Regions from separate parts of the Gossypium hirsutum genome. Here regions 2 and 3 are each linked to region 1. The links are chromatin contacts, called in public Hi-C maps. All regions are on one chromosome and are shown on one strand. Each heading gives the region's core, a stretch centred on a gene start, on an enhancer-like site or on the middle of the called end of the contact. The rest is flanking DNA. Distances are from core to core; before and after follow the strand shown.

Region 1 (3,507 bases), core at 431-2,930:
ATCCCATTAGGATCCAATCAACATCTCACTAAAGGAAATAAAAATGGACGCAATTTGGGAAAAAGTATTTCGGTTGTTGATGGGCTAGTAAATGGGCCTATGGAAATGATTGTGGAGGAGGAAAATGACCCAATAGCAGGTACGAAAGGAAAGAAATGAAAGAGGGTTGTGGCAGGTTCGTTTGCTCTTTTGGGCAATACTACGGAAGGTGGTTCTCTTGATTTAACGGCTAGCTCTGGTGAACAGAGCAGTCGATCACAATGAAAATCCTTAGCTAGAATGTCCTTGGCTTGGGGAGGCCCCGGACTATTAAAAGGCTCAAGAATAAGTTGAGAGTCATTAATCCCCGGATTTTGTTTCTTATGGATACAAAATTAAACTCTAAAAGGATGGAGATGGTCAGGATGAATTGCGGTTTTGAGAATGGGATTGATATTGGGGCAGTGGGGTCTCGAGGAGGTATTTTATTGGGATGGAAAGGAAACGCTTTGGTTAGTCTTAAAAGTTTTTCTTCTTTTCATATAGATGTTGAGATTCATGACAATGAACATGGCGACACTTGGCGATTAACTGGGTTTTATGGGAATCCGGATGGAAGGTATAGAGGTACATCTTGAAAATTGCTTAGACAATTAAGCCATGACCAATACACTCCATGGGTTGTTTTGGGGGACTTCAATGAGATTACAAATTCTTTTGAGAAGAAAGGTGGTGGTCTTAGATCAGAACGCCAGATGAATGCTTTCTGAATGGCGCTGGAAGATTGCAGTCTTAATGATTTGGACTATGTTGGTCGGTGGTATACATGGGAGAGAGGGAATTTCTCTGACACAAACATACGGAAGCGTTTGGATCGTGGGGTTGCTACACTGAGTTGGATTAATAATTTCCCCAGTTATCAAGTAGAACACTTAAGTCATTCCTTCTCTGATCATTGCCCTATTCTGTTGGACACAATGAAAAAGAGTAGGAATGGTCTAGGTATCTCAAATAAAATGTTTCGGTTTGAGGCCAAGTGATGCTTGGATAGTTCTTTCATAGGACTGGTTAAAAGTTTGTAGAATGATATTTCAGGCAGCGTTCCGAAAAAGCTAGAGAGGCTTGGTCATCAACTTCAACGTTGGAGTACATCCAAATTTAGAGAGGATAAAAGAAATCATGTGGAATTGGAAGATAGATTGGAGTTTTTTTTTAATCAAGATCTCTCCGACGAGAATTTAGCGAAAATTACAGAGGTCCAATTGGGGCTTAATTTGGAGGCTAATAAAGAAGAACTGTTTTAAGAGCAAAGAGCTCGTGTTAATTGGCTACAGAATGGTGATCGCAATACTAGCTATTTTCATAAAATAACTATTCAACGCCAGTTTCGTGGTCGTATTTTAGAGTTGGAAAATGGGAATGGTAGAAGGACTTCTTCGACTGAGTTGTTAAATCTTGCTTCCGATTATTTTAAGAATCTTTTTTCGGCTTCTGAGGTGGGCTCAGACGAGCATGTATTTGGACTAGTGGAGAAAAGAGTTACTGAGAGCATGAATGATACACTTCTCAAACTGTTTACTGAAGAGGATATTGGTGCGGCAGTCAAGATGATGGCACCCTTGAAAGCACCTGGTGTGGATGGGTTTCCCACAATATTTTTTCAAAGGTACTGGAACTTAATTGGGCCTGATATTTCCTCTTATTGTTTATTTATTCTGAATGGATAAGCTGAAATAGCTGATATTAATAAGACACGTATTGTGCTGATCCCCAAGGTCGAAAAACCTAAGAATTTGTCACAATTTAAACCCATAAGCCTTTGTAATGTAATTTACAAAATTATCGCGAAGGTCTTGGTGAATCGTATGAGTAGTGTTTTGGAAGATTGCATTGATGAAGCTCAATGGGCTTTTATCCCAGAAAGGCTTTTATCGGATAATATGCTAATTGCTTATCAGCTCCTTCATTCTCTCAAAATAAAGAAAAGTGGCAAGAAAGGAAATTTTGCGCTTAAACTAGATATAAGTAAAGCGTATGATCGTGAGGAATGGGATTTTTTGGCAGGAATGATTACTCACCTCAATTTTCATGATTGGATTGTTTGGATAATGAGATGTGTTTGTTCTGTCTCATATTCGGTGAGCTTTAATGGGTCTAATGGTGAGTGGTTTTTACCTTCCAAAGGCCTAAGGCAGGGTGATCCGCTCAGCCCTTATCTTTTTCTCATTTTTTCTGAGGGTTTTTCTATTCTCATTAGGGAAGCAAAGCACAAAGGATTGATGAGGGTTGCATCAATTGGAAATAAAAGGTTGTCAATCAATCACCTATTTTTTGCAGATGATTGTATACTCTTTAGAGATGTTTCTTGCGAAACAGCTTATGCGGTTCGAGATGTCATCCATGAGTATGAAATGATTTCAGGGCAGCGTGTGAATTTTGATAAGTCCTTCATTTATTTTGGGGCTAATGTGGATTCAACTATCAAGGGAAACATTATCAATCTTTTAGGGGTTAGGTTGGCTGCAAGTCCAGAAAAGAACTTAGGCTTGCCTATGATGGTTGGTCAGAATAAAATGTGGGCTTTCTCCCATTTTGTTAACAGGTTCAGAAAATAGGTAAAAGGGTGGAGTTTACGCTATCTCTCAATTGGGGGGAATGAGGTTTTCATCAAATCAGTATTACAAGCCATTTCGCTTTATGTAATGCAATTCTTTCTTATGCCAAAATCGTTATGTCGGAAGTTGGAAGGCATAATGAACAAGTTTTTGTGGACAAATAACAAATCCGCGAAGGGTATTCATTAGAGTCCTTGGGATTTTTTATATAGACCAAAATGTGTTGGTGGGATGGGTTTTAAAAATTTGTTTCTGTTTAATAAGGCGTTGTTAGCTAAGCAGGTTTGGTGCATTTTTTCTCAGCCTAATTGTCTTTTAGCCAAAGTTTTAAAAGCTCTCTATTTTCCATCTTCAGACTTATTGTCAGCAAAAATTGGGTCTTACCCTTCACTTACCTGGAGAAGTATTTGCAGTGCCACAGATTTGATTGAGGAAGGGTTGGTATGGCGTGTTGGTAGTGGTACTCGAATTAACATATGGCACGATTCTTGGTTGCCTGGATATGAGAACAATAGAATATCAAATTAGAAGATAATGCCTAAGTGGATGAATGTGAATCAATTAATTGAGGCTGAGACCAATACCTGGGATAAGGAGTTAATACATAAAATAGTTGATGAAGACACGGCAAGGCATATTCTATCCATTACCATTTCTGGAACAAATACAGGTGACATGTTGGTGTAGAAACATGAAGGTTCTGGGGAATACACTGTGAAAAGTGGGTATCGGGTCCTATCTACAGAGTTGTTACAGACTTATTCATCTACATCTCCTAATACTGTTGGTTATAGGGATTTTTACAAATCTTTATGGAGTTTGAACATTCCTGTGAAAATTAAAATTCATATATGGAAGCTTATTAACAATCTTTTGCCTCATTTCTGTAATCTGGCGTGAAGATCTTTAAGAG
Region 2 (3,507 bases), core at 399-2,898, 330 kb before region 1:
ATTATAGCATATGCGTAAACATTTGGTTTTAAACCATTGATTGAGAGTTCACAAAATAAATCCTTTGCAACTTTGATATGCCCAGTTTTGCACAAGCCATCAATTAGGATACTATAAGAAACAATATTGAGTTCAACCCCACTGTTCCACATTGCTTGAAAAAATTTCAATGCCTCTTCGAGTTTACCACCTTTGCAAAAACCATCTAGCAAAATTGAACAGGTCACCAGGTCTGGAACTTGTCCAGAAGCAACCATCTTTTTCAAAAGTTCACATGCCGTAGAAACTCTCCCTAATTGACACATACCTTGCATAAGAGTGCTGTATGTGACAGTATCCGGGATTAGTCCCGTTTGAGATATTTCATGAAAGAGTTCCATTGCTTTGTCTAACCTTTTAGCTTTACAATATCCATTGATCATGATGTTGTAACTAAGTATATTAGGTGCATAACCCTTCTTGATCATCAATTGAAGCACTCTTCTAGCTTTATCCATTTTGTTTTGCAAGCAATAGCCATTTATCAATGCATTATAGGTAACAACTTTAGGTTCAATGCCTTGCTTTCTCATTGTGTCAACAATAGCTTCAGCTTCAGAAATCGTTCCTTCTTTGCAATATGCATCAACCAATATAGTATAGGTGAAAATACTAAGTGAAATATTGTTATCCACCATTTCATTCAAAAGCCTTGTTGCCTCCATATGCTGACCTGAATTACACATACCATGAATTAAGCAATTGTAAATAACAATATCCGGTCTAATGCCCTTAGCCTTCACTTTAGAAAAGAGCTCGAGAGCCTCATTTAACAACCTGTTTTTACAGAGACAGTCAATGACAGTACTATATGCTACAATATTTGGTTCGGAACCTCTTTCTTCCATCATCCTTAGAAACCTAATAGCTCTATCAGTATTTCCAGTCTTACACAATCCATTAAGTATTGTATTGTAAATAATTAAATTAGGCTGATACCCTTTTTCAACCATTTCATCAAACAAACACACGGCTTGAGAAATCTTGCTTTGCTTACAAAATCCATTAATCAAAGTAGACAAAGTTACAACATCAGGTTCAATCCCTAACTTCAACATCTTCCCCAAAAACAGAAAACCCTAAATCAATTTGATTTAACTGACAAAAGGTATTAATCAAGATGTTCAAAGAATAGACGTTATGGGAAACTCCTAATAATTCCATTCGGCTAAACATAGAAACAACAATGGCATAATGTTTCATTCTAACAATGGCCGCTAATAGTTTAGTGAACTCCAAAATTGAAGGCTTTGGGTACTTCTCAATCATCTTATTAAACAAAGTCCAAGCATCATCAACATTATTGAAGCGGTCATACTTTTTTGGGTTTCCCCTTACAGACATTGAATTCTTACTTAAAGCTTCGATGTGGGTACCAATGGTGTTAAAAGAACAAGAAAAAGAAGGGTGCAAACTGGAAAGATTCCTTCCACCAGTAACAAACGAACGAAGAAATAATGAAGAATTGAGCTTACCCATATCTAGAAAACCAGCAAAATGAAAGAAAAAGGGCTAAGCTTCAAATGAAACCACCATTAACAGTACACGAGAGACAGAGAGGAGAATGGGAGGACGACTTTTGCCGTTTCGACTGGTTAAGGAATCATTTGTTAGGGCTAGTTATTATTGAATGGATAAACTACACAATTAGTCACCATACTTTCATAAGTTTTCATTCTGAGTACCAAAAAAAGTAAAAAACTTTTATTTTAAACATTGCGATAAAAAAACATGTTCTGATTTCATCTTCTTCTCAAATATTTAATTCTTTTAATGCTTTTTCTCTACAATTAGGTTTCTCTTACAACAAATGACTTAGTAATCAAGTCCATCCAAGGCTTGAAGAAGAAATGAAAATGATTTTGGTAGAAGGAATACACATATATCTTTATCTGTTTAACTAGTTCTTAATCGTTGGTCTAATTTTTAGTTTTATGTGGATGTTCAGACTGTCAACTCTCCGTTCAAGGAATTTGATCCAATTCGATTCAATATTAATATTAAGAAATCATTGAAAAATAGTTAAATGCTATGAGTTATTTAGGGCTTTTCTATACCTTACTTTACAACATTCTATAATATGCATAAATTTCAATTTATTTATTATGTTTCTCCTCTTGAATTATGTTATCTAAGTTATTAATTATATGATTTAGACTTAATATGTATTTAGGTGAATAATTGGAGAAAAGTGATTATAAAGATCATTTTTGGTTAAGTTTTTGCGAATGAAATTTTTAACACAACATTATTTTAGTATTTTAACCATAACTTGAGTTACCCAATTCTGTTTTAAACTTATAATATACCATTTGGAAGGAAACCAAAAGATCTAGTTGAAGTATGCCGAGGCTCAAGTCACAATACAATATTCTTTAAAAACAATACCTCATTCACATATAATTGATTTTTTAACCATGTTGATATACTAGCACTCTTATTGAAATACAAAATCGATAACGGCTTAAGCATAAAATTAACATTTTTTTTTAGAATTAAACAATATAATTAGACATGTTTAAAATCCAATTTCTAATAAAGAATGATTGGAGAACATAAAACCCTCCATATCGCTCTAGAACTAAACTATAAATGCTTATCTTATATTGATAAATTTTCTATTTTACCAAAACAATTAGTCAAAATTAATACAAAATTTCATTCATTTGAATCTTGAAAACTTATCTAAACTTAGAAAGGTGATCTTCCATTCTTGTGTAATCATCTTGTATGCTTTTGAGCATATATTTACAATGTACTCTTGGTCATGTGATAGAAATGAAAAAGTATTTACATCCTTGGTTTGTGAATGACCAATAATGAAAGATTAGGCAAAATTTTTAAGTAATAAACCAAAATGAATGTTAGAGTTTAATAGAGTATTTTTTTTAGCTTGTAAAAAAAATCTTTTCCTTGTTCTCCATGACAAGAATTAAACATTGCATTATTCTTGAAAGAATTAAAAGATTTTTTTTTTTTGGATCTTAAATCCTACATTAGTTCCACTTAATGGACCTTAGGTGTTGTATATAATGTGTACAATAATATATAGATAATGCTACACATACTTCACCCAACCAAAGAGTCACCTTATTAAGGAAACTACCTTGCTTAACACATGCCTCGCCTGGGTCCAAGGATACATAACTTAATCATTATGATAATATGGTTGTCAAGTCATTAACACATCTTGCAACCCAATCACGTCAGGTTATGTAACTGACTTAATAAGGATACTATTGAATGAAAAGCCCACTAATTAGAGGGCATATAGCTTATGTAAGTCAACTTTTATATTTCTCCAAACCTTATAGTGGGAGGGATCATTTTTCGCACTCTCCTACCTCTCTCTCAACTCCTCCACTCTCTATGCTTCATTTGCCTCTACTTCATACACGGCTTTTCACTTACTAAGTGAATCATCAACATCATCTCCATCCACATTCACCCATTAATAATTGGTAACGT
Region 3 (3,507 bases), core at 729-3,228, 310 kb before region 1:
CGCACAATTTATTGTAAAACATTCCAAGCCTTTTCCACAACTTCACTACTCTCCTTACTCTCTTCAGTAACCAAGGGCTTAACTTGACCACTTAGTTCTCCAATTTTACCGACTATTGCATGGCTTCCACGTTGTTCTTTACACTTGTGCACGTGTAAATCAAACAAACTCCTCTTTGTTCTTCACTTAAATTTTTTTATCAACAAATTCAACGTTTCATTACTTGAAAACACAGAGGAAATACACCCCCAAACTACTTTCTTTCAAAAATATTTCAGGAGAAAGAAAGTGAGTGCAAGTGTGCAACAGTTGTTCTGGTTTCAACAGCAACATGGATATTGCTTCAGCCTACAAGTATATCAGTTCAACTTCATCACTGTCGCTTCATGGCTCATCATGTTCATCCTTGCTTCACTTTTCCTTTGGGGAAATGTTCTCAGGCTTCTCGGATGTTCAAAGTCTCTCATTTGTTTTTCAGGTGGTCATACAATCGGCATATCCCATTGCCCAGCTGTTTCGCGCCGGTTGTACAATTCCACTGGCCCCCGCAGAATCGACCCAACCATGGACAGCAAGCACGCTGAAAACCTCAAGATCTTAGCTACTACTCACTCTTGCTCAAAAGAAGGGGTGGGCTGTGAACCTAAGCTAATTCTTTTCTCTATTGTACCTGAACGGAATCCCCAACCTTCATCTCATCCTTCAATCTGATGCTGCTTTAACCACTGTAACGGAAAATAACGGGAATAGCGGCCCGTTATTCCCGCAATTGGCCGTTACCCGTTAAATTGCGGCCGCGATCCACCGCTATTGGTGTGACTCCGCTTCATACCGCTATTTTTAGCAATAGCGGTTTCGGACGGCGCCACTACCGCTATATAACGGCCGCTATTCCGATATCGGTCCGCTATTTAAATCCCTGCCTAACATCTAGTTCCAGCAAACATTTAAATCTATGGCTAGTTATTGATAGAACAATTGGTAAATAAAGTGCAAAAATAAACCTAGATCACATTCATTGTATTTGGAAATCATAAAGTACAATTTTTACAATCAATATGAGGGTTGGGCACTTTTCCCGTTAATTTATTATTCGAAAACGATAAACAGTGCTTCCGGCGACATGAAGAAATTCAGAGTTGGTCATATCAACAAAGCAGTGGAAAGGTTTCCAAGCACAACTTTACTCAAATTTTGGGAAATTCTAATAGATTGGGTTTTGTAGGTATTCCAAGCACAAGGAAATAGAAATTCTAATAGAGCTTCATACAACAAATCATCCTCCAACTACTCATTTAAAACCAAAATCCCATAAATTTGTTATTTACTACTCACAACACCAATTATAAATAAACGGAAAGTGGGACAAAATATCAGTAATATTCAAATAAGCTCCTCCGCATCAAGCCTAATCTAAGAATGGCGCACATGAACAAAAATTAAATAGATCAAAATTTTGTTTTTTTGGTTCATCTCATCTATTTTATAATATTATGAAATAAAAAATCAATTGAACAAGGAAACAAAACAAGTTGTAAGCTAAATCCAGTAAAATTTCACCAAAACTAGATCAAACGAAGCTTGATTCCAGTCAATTACAAATATTAAAAAAAATGGCTGGTAACCGGATTGGTGAAAAAAATCACCAGTTAGCAATCTATAATAACAACAATAGTAATAAGTAAAATACCTGAGCATGATTTGAAGGATCTGATGAAGAAGAAGATGCTTCCCTGCGTTGATGTTCAGCAACTGAATTCTCCATCACCTCCTCCCCCTCCTTCAATCCAATGGAAAATAGAAAAATAAAAAGCAAAAAATTGCTTCTGTTAGAATTAAATTTTCAAAAGAGAGAGAGAGAGAGAGAGAGAGAGAAAAAAGTAGAGTGCTTCAGTTAGAAATCAAATTTCTTCCCAGTTTCCTTCTTCTTCACTCCTAAATAGACCGGTCATACTTCCTACAGTTAAAAATAAATATAATAAAATATAATGATTAAATTTATTAGCCATCTTAGTCCAAATTGGTCAGTTCATTTTCAAAAGCCACTTAACCTTCTTTAATAAATAATTCCAAAAGCACATCAGTTTGACGTTACCTTGTCAAGCCAATTCATTGTTTTGTTTTTTCTGTATTAAAATACGAAAAATATAAATATATAATAATATTTTTAATTTAATTAGAATTTTTATAAATTAAATTTAAATAATTAAAAATATAATATGGATGAGAATAGTTTATTTGCTATATATACTCAACTTATTTTCATTCTTTTGCATTCAAATCATATTCTCTCAATCTCTTAATCCTATTAATCTATTCTCTCAACTATCTTATTCTCAATTGTTCATTCAATTTCTCTCAAATTATTGTTGTCTTAATTTTATATTTCATAATTTCTTTAATTTTTATAATTTTAAAAATGTTAATGCCTCTTATTCGTTTGAATGACAAACACATTTTTGGCGTCCAAGGTTAATGGTAAAAAATATTATTAAATTTTTTAATTTTAATTAATATAATTATTAAGTTGTTAACATTATTAATTTTATAAATTTTTTATGTTTATATAATCATACCGAAAATCAGATTATTGGGACGTAGATACACAATTTAAGTGTGAGTGCACCGCGAGTTATTGAGCACTCCTTTCAAGAGATGAAATTCTTGCACATGTCTCATATGTTCGGGGGGACTAAATTGGATAGCATAGTTTAACCAATAATAATGTCCCTACATCATTCCCAATGAGTAGAATGTCATCGACATATAGAACGAGAAAGATCGTCTTTCCATCCCCTAAACGTTTATAAACACAAAGTTCATCTACATTTTGCTCAAATCCAAAAGTCTTAATCACTTGATAAAATCTTTGATTCCATGAGCGGGATGTTTGCTTAAGTCCATATATGGATCTAAGCAGTTTGCAAACTTTATACTCATTTCCTTTAGTTATATATCTGGTGGGTTGCATCATATAGATGCTCTCTTCAAGATAGCCATTCAAAAACGTTGTCTTAACATCCATTTGCTAGATCTTGTAATCGAGTGTCATTGTAATGGATAAAAATATGTAGGTTGACTTGAGCATGGCAACCGGAGAGAATGTTTCTTCATGTTCGATACATTCTTTCCGAGTATAACATTTTCCTACAAGTCTTGCCTTATAAGTTTTCACTTTTTCATTCGTATTTTTTTCTTCTTGTAGATCTATTTACACTCTAATGGTTTTATCCCTTCCGGTAAGTCTACAAGTTCTCACACTGGGTTAGAGTCCATAGAATTCATTTCAACTTTCATAGTTATTTCCCTGAGCTTGGAATCAAGACTCTTCATCACTTCATCACTTCATCACTTCATCATACGTGAGTGGGTCATCATCTTCCTATTTTGTAAACTCAGTGTAAAAACACTTCTGCCTGATTAGAAGAACTCAAGCCTACAAAAGACCCTTCCACTGCACTGAAGCACCTTATGCTGCTAATCGTTTATTGGTCTACTATTAGGATT

Evidence for each region. Hi-C and Micro-C count contacts between places; a contact is called where the count stands out from the background.
Region 2: a contact with region 1 is called in a Hi-C map of leaf, with 2.1 times the contacts expected there. The contact joins the promoter of LOC107888473 here to the enhancer-like site in region 1. A contact is called at or near these places in 7 of 34 Hi-C or Micro-C datasets (callus, hypocotyl and leaf).
Region 3: a contact with region 1 is called in a Hi-C map of leaf, with 3 times the contacts expected there. The contact joins the promoter of LOC107888472 here to the enhancer-like site in region 1. A contact is called at or near these places in 6 of 34 Hi-C or Micro-C datasets (hypocotyl and leaf).

What each region holds. Positions count from the first base shown.
Region 1 is chrA09:2,084,236-2,087,742 of Gossypium_hirsutum_v2.1, forward strand. No RefSeq gene overlaps it. Among protein-coding and RNA genes, the nearest start is that of LOC107888467, 18 kb to the right of the region's middle. Within about 2 kb of position 1,681, at least 7 of the 9 cell types and tissues checked have an H3K27ac peak or open chromatin away from gene starts, as enhancers often do. A contact at or near this core is called in hypocotyl and leaf, where this site is marked.
Region 2 is chrA09:1,753,102-1,756,608 of Gossypium_hirsutum_v2.1, forward strand. It overlaps LOC107888473 (pentatricopeptide repeat-containing protein At1g62930, chloroplastic), which reads right to left and starts at 1,649. Exons shown (of 3, transcript XM_041077597.1): 1 at 1-1,649. The coding sequence starts at 1,097.
Region 3 is chrA09:1,773,187-1,776,693 of Gossypium_hirsutum_v2.1, forward strand. It overlaps LOC107888472, which reads right to left and starts at 1,979. Exons shown (of 8, transcript XM_041077599.1): 1 at 1,691-1,979. The coding sequence starts at 1,765.